Regions from separate parts of the Mus musculus genome. Here region 2 is linked to region 1. The links are chromatin contacts, called in public HiChIP or PLAC-seq maps. All regions are on one chromosome and are shown on one strand. Each heading gives the region's core, a stretch centred on a gene start, on an enhancer-like site or on the middle of the called end of the contact. The rest is flanking DNA. Distances are from core to core; before and after follow the strand shown.

The links. HiChIP or PLAC-seq counts read pairs in DNA pulled down with a chosen protein or histone mark.
Region 2: a contact with region 1 is called in an H3K27ac HiChIP or PLAC-seq map of neural progenitor cells, with 9 times the contacts expected there. The contact joins two enhancer-like sites. A contact is called at or near these places in 5 of 484 Hi-C or Micro-C datasets (the HL-1 cell line, the N1E-115 cell line, embryonic stem cells and 2 more) and 1 of 115 datasets of contacts at active chromatin or transcription factors (neural progenitor cells).

The regions. Positions count from the first base shown.
Region 1 is chr1:73,544,472-73,551,040 of GRCm38.p6, reverse strand. No RefSeq gene overlaps it. Among named protein-coding and RNA genes, the nearest start is that of C530043A13Rik, 18 kb to the right of the region's middle. Within about 2 kb of position 3,025, at least 18 of the 459 cell types and tissues checked have an H3K27ac peak or open chromatin away from gene starts, as enhancers often do. A contact at or near this core is called in neural progenitor cells, where this site is marked.
Region 2 is chr1:73,817,279-73,823,847 of GRCm38.p6, reverse strand. All of the region lies in intron 6 of 6030407O03Rik (RIKEN cDNA 6030407O03 gene), which reads left to right. It overlaps Gm29183 (a long non-coding RNA gene), which reads left to right. Exons shown (of 6, transcript XR_001778996.1): 3 at 1,331-1,452; 4 at 6,340-6,418; 5 at 6,559-6,569. Among named protein-coding and RNA genes, the nearest start is that of Gm29183, 6.5 kb to the left of the region's middle. Within about 2 kb of position 3,372, at least 10 of the 459 cell types and tissues checked have an H3K27ac peak or open chromatin away from gene starts, as enhancers often do. A contact at or near this core is called in neural progenitor cells, where this site is marked.

The DNA.
Region 1 (6,569 bases), core at 1,776-4,275:
CCTAAAGCTTTACTACAGAGCAATTGTGATAAAAACTGCATGGTACTGGTATAGAGACAGACAAGTAGACCAATGGAATAGAATTGAAGACCCAGAAATGAACCCACACACCTATGGTCACTTGATCTTCGACAAGGGAGCTAAAACCATCCAGTGGAAGAAAGACAGCATCTTCAACAATTGGTGCTGGCACAACTGGTTGTTATCGTGTAGAAGAATGCGAATCGATCCATACTTATCTCCTTGTACTAAGGTCAAATCTAAGTGGATCAAGGAACTTCACATAAAACCAGAGACACTGAAACTTATAGAGGAGAAAGTGGGGAAAAGCCTTGAAGATATGGGTACAGGGGAAAAATTCCTGAACAGAACAGCAGTGGCTTGTGCTGTAAGATCGAGAATTGACAAATGGGACCTAATGAAACTTCAAAGTTTCTGCAAGGCAAAAGACACCGTCAATAAGACAAAAAGACCACCAACAGATTGGGAAAGGATCTTTACCTATCCTAAATCAGATAGGGGACTAATATCCAACATATATAAAGAACTCAAGAAGGTGGACTTCAGAAAATCAAATAACCCCATTAAAAAATGGGGCTCAGAACTGAACAAAGAATTCTCACCAGAGGAATACCGAATGGCAGAGAAGCACTTGAAAAAATGTTCAACATCCTTAATCATCAGGGAAATGCAAATCAAAACAACCCTGAGATTCCACCTCACACCAGTCAGAATGGCTAAGATCAAAAATTCAGGTGACAGCAGATGCTGGCGTGGATGTGGAGAAAGAGGAACACTCCTCCATTGTTGGTGGGAGTGCAGGCTTGTACAACCACTCTGGAAATCAGTCTGGCGGTTCCTCAGAAAACTGGACATAGTACTACCGGAGGATCCAGCAATACCTCTCCTGGGCATATATCCAGAAGATGCCCCAACAGGCAAGAAGGACACATGCTCCACTATGTTCATAGCAGCCTTATTTATAATAGCCAGAAGCTGGAAAGAACCTAGATGCCCCTCAACAGAGGAATGGATACAGAAAATGTGGTACATCTACACAATGGAGTACTACTCAGCTATTAAAGAGAATGAATTTATGAAATTCCTAGCCAAATGGATGGACCTGGAGGGCATCATCCTGAGTGAGGTAACACATTCACAAAGAAACTCACACAATATGTATTCACTGATAAGTGGATATTAGCCCCAAACCTAGGATACCCAAGATATAAGATATAATTTGCTAAACACATGAAACTCAAGAAGAATGAAGACTGAAGTGTGGACACTATGCCCCTCCTTAGATTTGGGAACAAAACACCCATGGAAGGAGTTACAGAGACAAAGTTTGGAGCTGAGATGAAAGGATGGACCATGTAGAGACTGCCATATCCAGGGATCCACCCCATCATCAGCATCCAAACGCTGACACCATTGCATACACTAGCAAGATTTTATTGAAAGGACCCAGATGTAGCTATCTCTTGTGAGACTATGCCGGGGCCTAGCAAACACAGAAGTGGATGCTCACAGTCAGCTAATGGATGGATCATAGGGCTCCCAATGGAGGAGCTAGAGAAAGTAGCCAAGGAGCTAAAGGGATCTGCAACCCTATAGGTGGAACAACATTATGAACTAACCAGTACCCCGGAGCTCTTGACTCTAGCTGCATATATATCAAAAGATGGCCTAGTCGGCCATCACTGGAAAGAGAGGCCCATTGGACTTGCAAACTTTATATGCCCCAGTACAGGGGAACACCAGGGCCAAAAAGGGGGAGTGGGTGGGCAGGGGAGTGGGGGTGGGTGGATATGGGGGACTTTTGGTATAGCATTGGAAATGTAAATGAGTTAAATACCTAATAAAAAATGAAAAAAAAAAAAGAAATAAAAAAAAATTACACAATATATTTTTGATCACATTCTTCCCCTTCCCTCAACTCCTACAATCTCTCCTTTAAATCTTCTGGAAAGATACAATAATACTGGACAAAATAAATACAGAAGATAAATCTTTAAAATACCAGGCAGAAGCAGCTATCTGTGAGTTTGGGGTCAACCTGGTCTACATAGCAAATTCCAGACCAGCCACTACATAGTGAGACCGAGTCTCAAAAAGCAAGAGAGGGGAGGGGGAAATAAGAAAAGGGGGAGGTTGGAGGAGGAAGAAGGAGCAGTTGAAGGCAGTAGAACATCTAAGAACTGAAATACAGTGGGCAAGATTTAGGTCCCAGGGAGTATGCCCTTGAAGCGGACACTAGAGTCACGGAATATGCCCTTGAAGTGGACACTAGAGTTGCGGCTCCTCCCAGTCCTCCCCTTGCTTCTCGGCCACTGAGCATCACTCCTCCATCACATGAGATGTCCTAGATCCGAAGCAAGGGCCAAGTGACCATAAACTAAAACCTCTGAAACGGCCAAAATAAACCTTTGCTTTCTGTGAAAAAAAAAAAAAAAAAAAAAAAAGAAAATTATAAACTGCACCAAGAGGACTTAATAAATGGAGAGATACCCTGTGTTCATAGATTAGAAAAATTGATCATATTAAAACGACCACAGTACAGTTGTCTGCAGATTCAATGCCATTCCAGTTTGATTACCTGCTTTGTCATGCTGTGGCTGATCTTATCCCATACTTCTCGAGTATTGGGCAAAGTAAAATCTACCGAGGGAACGTAATATGAGAATAACTGGGACAGGAACCTTAAGAAGGAGTCCGAACCTTTCTATCTCTTTGATCTGAAATAATAACAAAATGCAAAGATGGGGAAAGAACCACAACAGTGGCCACAGAGGACACACACTGGGCAGAGCCATGGTCCCCCAGGCTCTGATCATCTGGTAGAGACACAGACTCTGAAAACATGGGCAGCCCTCACCACCTGGAAGAGCAGTGCAGTCGGGCACCTGCTCCTGGAGATTTTCTGTTTGCTTCTCTAAATTGCTTGCCTGGAGACAGATTCAGCCTCTGCTCATTGGCCCAGAGCATCATTCAAACCAGAGCTGTTGGCTGCATGCTCATGATGCTAATTAGCTACAAGAGGCACACACAGGAATCATTGCTGCTCAAGGCTGCTCAGCCCTCTTTGTGTCCTGCCTCTGTTGCGTCCCATTGAAATGTTCAACATTTGCTTCTCTTATCTCCGTGTTTGTTTGTTTGTTTGTTTGTTTGTTTGTTTTTATGTCAGCATATGGCACAGTAGTTGCACTCTTCACTCTGAACACCAAATACCTTACTTCCCTTTTCCTAAACCTCAGCAGTAGATCAGATCTCAGCATATACTCTCCCCTGGGCTTCCCCTTGTTCCCATTCTGGCTACCACACACCCCAGCTCCTCTGAGAGGTCTGGTGTGACTTGCCACCCAGGCACATGCCTTCATTTCCTGCATGGCTTGAATATGGCTTGAATTTCAAGTAGTATTGGTCATTAACTAAGCAATCACATTTGTATGTTTGTTTAATTTTTGTGGTTTTTTTTCCTCACTAGAATTTAAATATCTCTTCTAGAGTGGAAACATTCAATTTTTTGTGTGCACTCATATGAAATCCATATCTGGCTTGGAAGAGACGTTCAAAGATCCCATGTTGAACAGAGGTGGATTGAAGATGGGCTTTTGCAATGAACTAATCCTATAAAACTTGGTCTCTGCGCTCTGAGGACAAGGAGACTATAAAGCACCATACACAAGCCTTCTCATTGGCCCCTAGGCTCATATGCCCGGTATCATGAGGGAGAGCCATCCAATGATCGACCTTTGTGGCAATCGCCAAGGTCTCTCCCACATTCTTGATCCAACAGTGAGCTTACTCTATCACTGCTAAATCAGGCTCCTTTATAGCCACTCCAAAGCAGAGTGGCCTTTTCTCCTGAGTCACTTAGTGAGAGGTGCATGCCTTCACCCGCTGCCTGCTAATTCCCTCTGCATAACTTCTGAGTTCCCATTTCTCTTTTTCTGATCTCTCTGTCCTGGAATTGCAGAGGCCCTGGAGAGGGTCAAGAGTCTCCTGGAGAGCCAAGAGAGAGGGTGACTTATTTCATGTTTTTATAAGTGTAGGGGTGGGTTTCCAGTTTGGATCTTCTGTCCCACTGGAGTGTACTTATTCTCATCTGCATATGTTGAGCTTCAAGGCTCCCTGCCATTCCATTTTAGCCATACGTTCCTCCCCCCACCCCCCATGTCCACTTCCTGTTATTTGCTAATCTCATGAACTGTTTCCTGATCCTTTTCCACACTTCTCAGCCCTGCGCCCTGCATTCAACCCCTGCCTTGTGGCCACCTGTAAAGACCTGTACCTGTCTCTCTCTGTTCCAAAATTCCTCTGCACCAGCCAATCATTACTCAAAGCTTTCCCTGCAAGGGAATATTATTTCTTCACTCTCCCTGGTTTTTCCTACCAGACTCATTCCAGTCATCCTCCGACATACTGTCTGTCAGTCTGTTTGTCTGTCCACATTTACGGGACCCTAACATGTCCAGACATGACTAGGCATCATGTTTTTGAGCCTCCCTTTATACTTCCCATTTGATGAAAGTGTCTTCCAGGTTTTAAAATCTGTGGGTTTTTGTTTGTTTGTTGTTTTGTCTTGTTTTTGTCAAGTCTCAACGGGAAAGAGGGTGTCTATATTTTGTTTATTTGTTTAGATTTTTAAATTTTATTTTACGTGTTAGTATTTTGCCTGCATGTATGTATGTGCACCATATGTGTGGTGTGCCTGGTACCCACAGAGGTCAGAAGAGGGCATTGGCTCACCTGGAATTGGAGTTGTAACTCCAGTTGTGAGCCTCCATATGGGTTCTGGGAAGCTAACTCAAGGACTCTGTGTAAGAACTACAGGGATTCTTAACTACTGAGCCATCTCTCCAGCTCCTATACTTTGTTTAAATAATTTCTTTTCCCTTTCTGGGGCACACAAGTAGAGTAGAAATTGGAAGGCCTTAGTGAACTATCGCGACCCCATACTAATTCCTGCTTGTCCCCCTCCCCACTCTGACTTCTGTGCCTCCTTTCCATAGCCAGGCAGCTAACGCGTTGCAACTCAGAAATGACCTCCAGCCAACCAAAAACCCCTTCTGCTGCACAGCGTGGCAGAGGAAACAGGAGGTGGCAGACCAGAAGAGGGAAGAGTCTCTGCCCTCAGGGGTCTTACAATTTATTAGAGAAGCAGACGTAAAGGAAAACACAGCAAGGTGGTGGAAGGAAATGGCTTGGCAGGCCAGGAGTCTTGGCTCTTGGGTCTTTGTTTCACCCACCACTGACTCTTCTGGCAACTGTCTAGGAATATTTCAGAGTTGCTTGGGTAGAGCCTGAGAATGAATCAAACGTCTCTTTTCATCGACCCACCAGGGCTGGCTGAGAGCTATGACGATCATTCTGTCCATTCCTGGCCCCTAGGCCAGACCACATCAATTCAGCCTGCTCAGCCAGGGCTAACTCCTGTTTCCAAACCTCACCGGAGATGATCCTGCCCAGCACTGTCTACTTTTCCTGCTCTGGTGGTTTTGAGCCTTGGAAATGAATGGCTAAGCCCGGCTGCATTCCTTGGACGGCCTGAAGCCTTGCATATTTTTCAAGCCCTCTTGGAGAGGAAATTCAAGGGGATCTAGAGGCAAAGGCTTATGTGGGGAGGTGCAGCCAGAGTCAGCTTTTTCCACTGGGCCATTCAGCTACATCCTGACTGTGTTCCAGCGTAGGAAAGGGGTTCCCATTTGCAAAAGGATGAATGTCGGTGTTTGACTTCTTGCTGTATTGGGGTCCAGAAGCCCTGGCAGAGAAAACCTAATTTAATTTGGAAAAAAAAACAAACAAACAAAAAAACAACCTTTGAATTCCACCTGCCTGCTCAATTGTCAGCACTTTTTCCTCTTCTGCCCACCTCTCTGTGTGGGATTGCAGTCTGCCAGGACTGGCCTCATTAACAGAGCCATCTCTGCTTGGGTCCTCAGGTTCTACTGTCTATCCTACTGGATGGGATGCTGACAGCTTATATCACTCACTGCTGCTGTACACTAAGGCTCTACAGGGAAGGAGCAGTGGTCTATGGGTGAAGTTGTCATGTCAAGGGGACAGAGTATGGCTGAAAGGCTGAGGTTTAAACGTTGTTAGAAGAGATCCTTTGATATATAATTATATATATATATATATAATTCTTATATATTCTTTGATATATACATACATATATGTATATATATATATATATATATATATATATATATATATATATACATATATGTATGTATATGTAAGATGTCTCTATTGTGGAAAATTCCATTCCTTCCAGATTATTTTAGGGCCCCCAATTCTGAATGGCTGAACTTTGCAGAGCTTGATGGCTAACCATCATGGAAAGTGTGTAAGAACTGGTCAGCACATGATGCTGTGTCTTCAACCTAGGGAACTGATCCTCCTCAATGCTGTCCTGCAGTCTCAGGCACTGGGAATAAGAAAACAAGTGCCTCTGCCTTGGCAAGGGCAAGGCTCCTAAGGACCGCAAAGCTCATGCTGGGCTTGTGCATCATCAGGGAGTCTGTCACTTCTGGGGGATAACTTCCAGGAAGGCTGTAAAGCCA
Region 2 (6,569 bases), core at 2,123-4,622, 270 kb before region 1:
CTTTGATCTTGTGATACACTGTTGCCATCTACAAATGTACTTGGGCTACACTGGTAGCTGCCCTGGAACGCCTACAGAGCTCAGGGTTATCAACAGATCCCAGATAGAATCTCCGTTTCAGCCAACTGCTCAATCCTTCTAAACCTCCACGTACCACCCTGTAAAATGGGAATAGTTATATATCTTAACTTCTTGAATGTTACAGAGACCTAATGAGGACCTGTAAGTTCTGAGGAGAGGAGAGGGTCTCAGAATCTTCTAGGATTCTAGGTTGTTGTTCACTAAGTGAAGAAGACAAGACACTGTATGTGAAGCAGACGAGAGTTCTGAGCTTGACTCCAGTCACAGGGCCACCGTATTTCTTCTCCACAGCGATGCATACCATTGTGGTTTTGAAAATACGGCTTTCGGCTCACAGTGCTCAGTGCCAGTCCTGACGTGTGAGCCGGGTTCATGGTGATAATAGTGGTTATTTGAGTGGGCAGGATAATGCAGGCATTTGAGAAGGTTCCTAGAGTTGGGGATTCTGGGGTGACTTGGAGGGCAGTAGGCTGGTCCGCAACGTGGGTTGATCAGAGAAGGGCCCGGGAGCTGGAGAACGGAGGTGGGTGGCATTGTCAGTGCGGAGTTAGAGGTAAGGTTTTAAGGTCACTTCAAAGCATTCCAAGTGGGTAAGGGAGCTGAGAAGACGGAGGTTTGAACACACCATTGGAAGAGTCTTCCCCTTTGGCTACAAGAGGCTCCGACAAAGGCAGATAACCCAGAAGTTTAGGGGAATGCATGAGACGACAGAATTCTACCAGCTGTTTTAAAAATGGGACCTCGTCCACCTCAGAGAGCATCTCAAAGTAGCTTATTTGTTTAATTTTTTTCCCCCACTGCTTTGATGTTGCAGACGGCAACTCTCAGACCAGCATACCAGACTCCACTCAGCCTCCACAAACACTTAGTACCAGATGATCTATGTCTCCCATCTATCTCTCCCTCCCAGGCAGATGGGCCACCGGAAGCCCTGGATGTGAGCGAATAGGACTGTCAGGGAGCACACTGTGGCTGTGGCGGCGCTGGGAGGCCTCCAGCCAAATACAGGCCCCAGTGTTTCTGCTGCAGCAACATCTGGGGACCATGACCTCCTTGAAGCATCCTGGTGGAAAGCTGCTAGGGAGAAGAGCAAATAACTGGTGTCTGACACTAGCACTTAGTGTCACCACACGTGGTTCTCTAAGCAGCTCATCCCAAGCTGTGAAGGCATGGGATGGTGCTTTCCAGGGAGAAACAGACAGGGTTACTCATTTACGTTTAATTTGTTTAAAAACATTTGTCTCCTCAGTGCCTCTCGGAAATCCTACAAACGATGGGATCTGCTCTCTGTGGCATCCTTGAGCAGTGCCCAGAATTTCCAGGGAGCGTCCAGTATTGTCAGCTTACCGGCAGCCTTGTTTATGTGGGAAGGTAAGGGCAAAGGCTGGCCACCCCTTCTGTCTCCTGAGAGGCATCATCTAACAGTGATGACACAGAGGGTATGAGTTTGGAGTTAGAGGGCAGGGAGTCAAGTTCTGGCTTTCCTTCTGCTCATTCAACCTTGGGAAGGAAAAATGATAACATCAGCCCAAGAAGTGTGCAGGGAGAATTTAAAGAGTGTATGTGTCTGACATGCGTAAAGGAAGAAAAGGAGAAGTTTAGAGAATACTTCTAATGTAACTCTGCTTTGCACATGGGCTCAGGAGCCCGTTGTTCTTAAGGTTGGCAGTGGACTGTATGTCAAAACTAACAAATATTATGTGGTAATTTCATACCTAGGAATATGACCTAAAGAAATGACCAAGCAAATTCACGTATTTGTGAATGTACAATAGGGATCTTTATCAGAGTATTGTTGGTAATACTAAACATTGGGACACGACAATATTTCACAATCATGGTTTTCTAAACAGTTGACCATCCATATGAGGGTATAGTGTCTAACCATATAAGACAATAACTGATATTAGATTTTACTGATCCAACTGAGAAGAAAAATAATTTCAAAATATGTGACTCCATATTTATGGCATTTGATGTTAATGAACACCTTATGGGGGGATTTTTGGGGAGCTTTTGCATTTATTTGAATTTCGATGTTTTACTACAGTAAGTAGATAGATATTGCTTCTTTTATACCTTTATATACTTATTTTACAAGTATTTTCATTTGTGTGTGTTTGTGTGTATGTGTGTGTGTAGGTTGTAAGTGTGGATGTGTAGACTATGGTGCACATGTGGAGACTAGAGGAGTACTTATCCTGGGGATTAAATGCAAGCCATTAGGAAGTGAGGGGTGGGGGGAGCAACAATTTATCTGCTGGGCCACCTTCCTGGCTCATCTGTGTCTTAAATAGAACCCAAAGAACCATTCTGAAAGTTAGATTTAAAAGTACCCAGAGAGCTTGGTGTGGTGGCCCGCGCCTGAAATCTCAGTGCTCAGAGAAACTGAGGAGAGAGTATTCACGGCATGAGTTTTAGGCTATCCTGGACTATAGTGAGTTCTAGGTTAGCCTAGGGTACAGAGTAAGAGTAGGTCTCAAAATTCTAAATAAAGTGAATTAAACTGCACCCATGTGAGTTATTCATCACCATCTCAGTCTCTCTGTTCCTGTCTTTAAATGCAGCTTCCCCCTAAGTTTCTCCTGTCATAAAAGTAAATCAAATGACGGCTCCAAGCCATGTGGTTGATTAACGCTGAACTGCAGAGAAGGCCAGCCATATTTAATTTCTACTATTTTGTTGATAGCGTCTCTACTTCTTATGGGTTGAAAGAAAGCTTCAGAGGATTCTCAGTCCTGTTTTCTATTTGTGTGACTGTCCTTCCCAGCTGCAGTGCTGGAGAGGAAATGAATCTTGAAACCCCATCAGGGAGACAGCTGTATGCGTCTGTTTGTCTGGCTGGAAGAAGTCACTCTTGGAAACCACCTCGGGGGCAGGAGCGCTCTTTCTGGCCCCTGGCTCCCTCCCAACCCTGCCACCGCATCTGCCTTCCCTGGCTGCCTCTGAGCTCCATCCTGGGAGGGCTTTGGGGTTGAGTTTTGGTGCACCTGTAGTTCTCTTTCCCAATGTGGGGGTTAATGTGTCCACGAGAAACGGCACAGCCTGGAGCACTGAGAAAGACTTGTCTCCTGAGATCCAGCGTTTTCTGGCCAGCCCAGAAAGGCTCGTCCTGGAGGTGGGGAGGCACAAGGCCAAGGATGGGGCATTTTGGTTTGGCTCTCAGTTAGGCATGTTTACTAGAGCAGCAGAGTCAAGTTGTGAAAAACAGGAAGATACACTGGTGTGGAGTTTCCAGGCTGAGAGGTGGATGGAGGTGCTGAGGCACCATGTGAATCCACTCTCTGGGTACTCATTAAAATTCTAGGCTTTGCTCAGGCCTTGGCTGTGTACAGAGGCCAGGAGCAGGATGGAGCTGCAGGCTGAGAAGTTAGGGTAAAGAGATTGAAGGCTTAAGGCATGAGCAGGGCAGCATGAAATAAAGAAGCAAAAGGTGGGGTGAGAAGGACCTGGCTGTGCCTCAGTTCTCCAGAGATGATTGACTAAGTTCCAGGGAAAGGCTGCTGCCACTGGGCAGGGAGAACTTCTACGTCAGGATCCCTGTGTTGAAGAGAACAGAAAGACACCATGAAGAAACATGTCTCGGAGAGCCATGAGATTTATGTTCAGTATCTAGTGGGATTTTCACTCTCATAATTTTGACAAAGCGAAGATTACCTCCTGACAGCGTGGATTGCTTGTGGCCCCACAGAGAGGCGGGGGGATTAAGAAAAACAAGAGCTGGAGATAGTAGTCTCCATGAAGCCTGTTTGTCACCCTCATCTCTGTTTTGCCAGAATTTATCAACGTGTGAGTCAACTGGGGAGCTCTTAGGGTCAGACTCCGTTCTTCTGGACTCTTGGAGCACAAGTGGCCATCGACTTACATGTGACTGTCAGCAGCTCACAGAAGGTGGCTTTGAGTCTCCTCAGTGCTGACAGAAAGGATCAGGAATGGTATAAGACTCACCCTGCCATGAGAGGTCTTTCAGAATCCAGGTCTAACGGGATGCAGGTGCTGACACTCATTCCCAGGTCAGGGACCAGCACCAGGAGCTGACAGCTCCTTGGACTCATGCTTGGATTCTCTTCCTTTCACAGAGAGATTATTCATCCCTCCTGTTGATTCTGTGAACTACCTTTCGTTACATTTATTTCTCTTTTAAAGCCAAATAAACATGATGGCGCTTTATTCATTTCTACTGTTTGCAATCAAGAGCCTCTAAAGAGCTCAATGTTTTTACTGCACAAAGTTGCAACCAAGAATATATTTAATTCCTTTCTTTCCCTTCCTTCTAGAGATCTTGTTACTGGAGGCTCTGAATATTCTTTGTCCCAACTATTAGTAGGCTTTATAAGAGTTTTGCATTATGAACAACATCCTTTTCCTAAAGTTAAAAAAACGAAGTGCCTTCCCACAAAGACCCATGCGTTGCAGGCTGAGTCTCTGAGCAGTGTTCAGAGGTGGGGCTTGGGGGTGGATACTGAGGACTATAGCTTTTTGAATAGACTTAATCACTGAAGGATCTATGATTTGCTGGTGTTGTTGGGAGGGGTTGGCATATCGGGTGTGGGGGTTGGTTGGAGGAAGTAGGTAACAAGAGTTGTCCCTTGAAAGGATCTATTAACTACCTCCTCTCCAAGCTACTACAAAGTGAACATTTTTTTCTCTCCACTTCCCTAACCTAATGCTCTGCTCTGCCACATCCCAGAAACAGTGAAGCCAGAGGGCCTTGGACAGAAACTCTGAAACCATGAGCAGAAATAAATCCTTCTTCCTTTCTACTCGCTCCTCTTAGGTACTCTGTCGTAGAAACAGACTATCACAAATTGACCCTGGGAGTTTTCTCGTCATGATGAATGGTATCTTTACATGATAGGAACAGCTTGCCTTAATTTGTCACCATTACCAACTTCTCTCCAGACAGGAATAGAAACAGAAGTTGACTATGCCTAGGTTAAGATCCCAGATTGTACTTGGACCAGGTAGATCCAGGCAAGGACACCTTACAGCTTTCCCCTCCTATGGCACTTTTAGCTTTACAAGCTCCTGTGCAGGCTGTACAACCATCAGATAGGAGGAGGAGATACTGAAGAGCAGTTGTCAGTAGGGTTCCTGAGTCTCCGTTGTATGTCACCCATGCAGGAGAACACGTGATTAAGCTCTGCCCTTTGTCTAGCAAGACTTGGACATGGCACCTGCTAGGTTAGAGTCCGGTAGAACGTCATACTTGGAAAAATTAGATGGATACAACATCTCGGCATGTTCAAATGCCCTGGTTCCGGGGCTGGGGGTGGGGAGGAGAGGACGTCCCTCACTGATGCTACTGAGCACAGTGTGGCTCCTACTTCCTTGTCCTCCTTTCTGTATTTTTACTTCACTCTAGTCCTACTATGTTCACAAAACACACTTCCCACTCAGCTGTGTCTTTTGTGATTTCTCTCACACTGTGGCCCCAACTCCTAAAACAATTCTTGGCAATTTTGTTATTGAAAACCTTCTTTTCTCCTCCTCTGCCCCGTCCCCTGTGTGTATATTTGTGTGTGTGTGTGTGTGTGTGCAAGTGCACTCTCGTATATATATGTGACTGTGTACCCATATGGGGGTCAGAGGTCAGAGTGGTAGCTTTTGTGAACTGAAGGACCACGTGTCAAGCATCAAGGTACCAGAAGCTTGAAAGGGGTTGTTGGGTCGAGTGAGTGGTGAGGTGGACTCACCCTGGGGTGCCTGGCTCGAGGGGACCAGCACTCTATAGAACTTATTTTGTTCAGTCTCTCTTTAGTTTCTTTATGTTAGTCAGGTCTGACGAAGCATCTCCAATGTTCTGGAAGCATGTCCGCAAGTATGACTCTCATATACGAGCCTTATTCCAACTAACCTTCCACACATTGCTATTGAATATCATAGCCATTCTATCTTGAGTTGGGATGTCAGAGGGCCTAGGTCTTTGTAAAATGAAGCCTAGAAGCATGTAACAGAGAGGTGACTCTCCCTGAAATCTGTCTAAGCTATTCCTAGCACTGTTTTTTTTTTTTTTTTTTTTTTTTTTTTTTAAGATTTAAAACACTTTTTTATTTTATGTATGTGGATGTTTTGCAAATGACCCAAAGAAGGAATTCAGCTTGATTTCTGAAGCAGGGAGTGGAGGCAGAGCCAGGGGTGAGAGTCAGGGAAGAAGAGGCAGCTGCCTGGGGAGAGGCAGCAATACGTGCAGCCACACTGCATGCTGGCTAGGAAGGTATCTAAGTCTAGAATCTACACGGCCCTGTCTCCTTCCAGATTCCCACAGCAGGAACAACGAGACCCGAGCTGTGTTTCTCAAGCCCGTCATGCTATTGATTTCCATCAAACTTGAAAGGTGAGAGCCTCCGTGGGGGCCAAGGCCCTCATGCTTAGCTGCAAGTTATTGGGATGCTGTTTCCAATCTTCTTATCGTGGAGACAGGCTCCCAGATTGACAGTCTTGTCAACTGAACTCCTCTGTTTGTTCCACAAGCAGGTATTACCTGT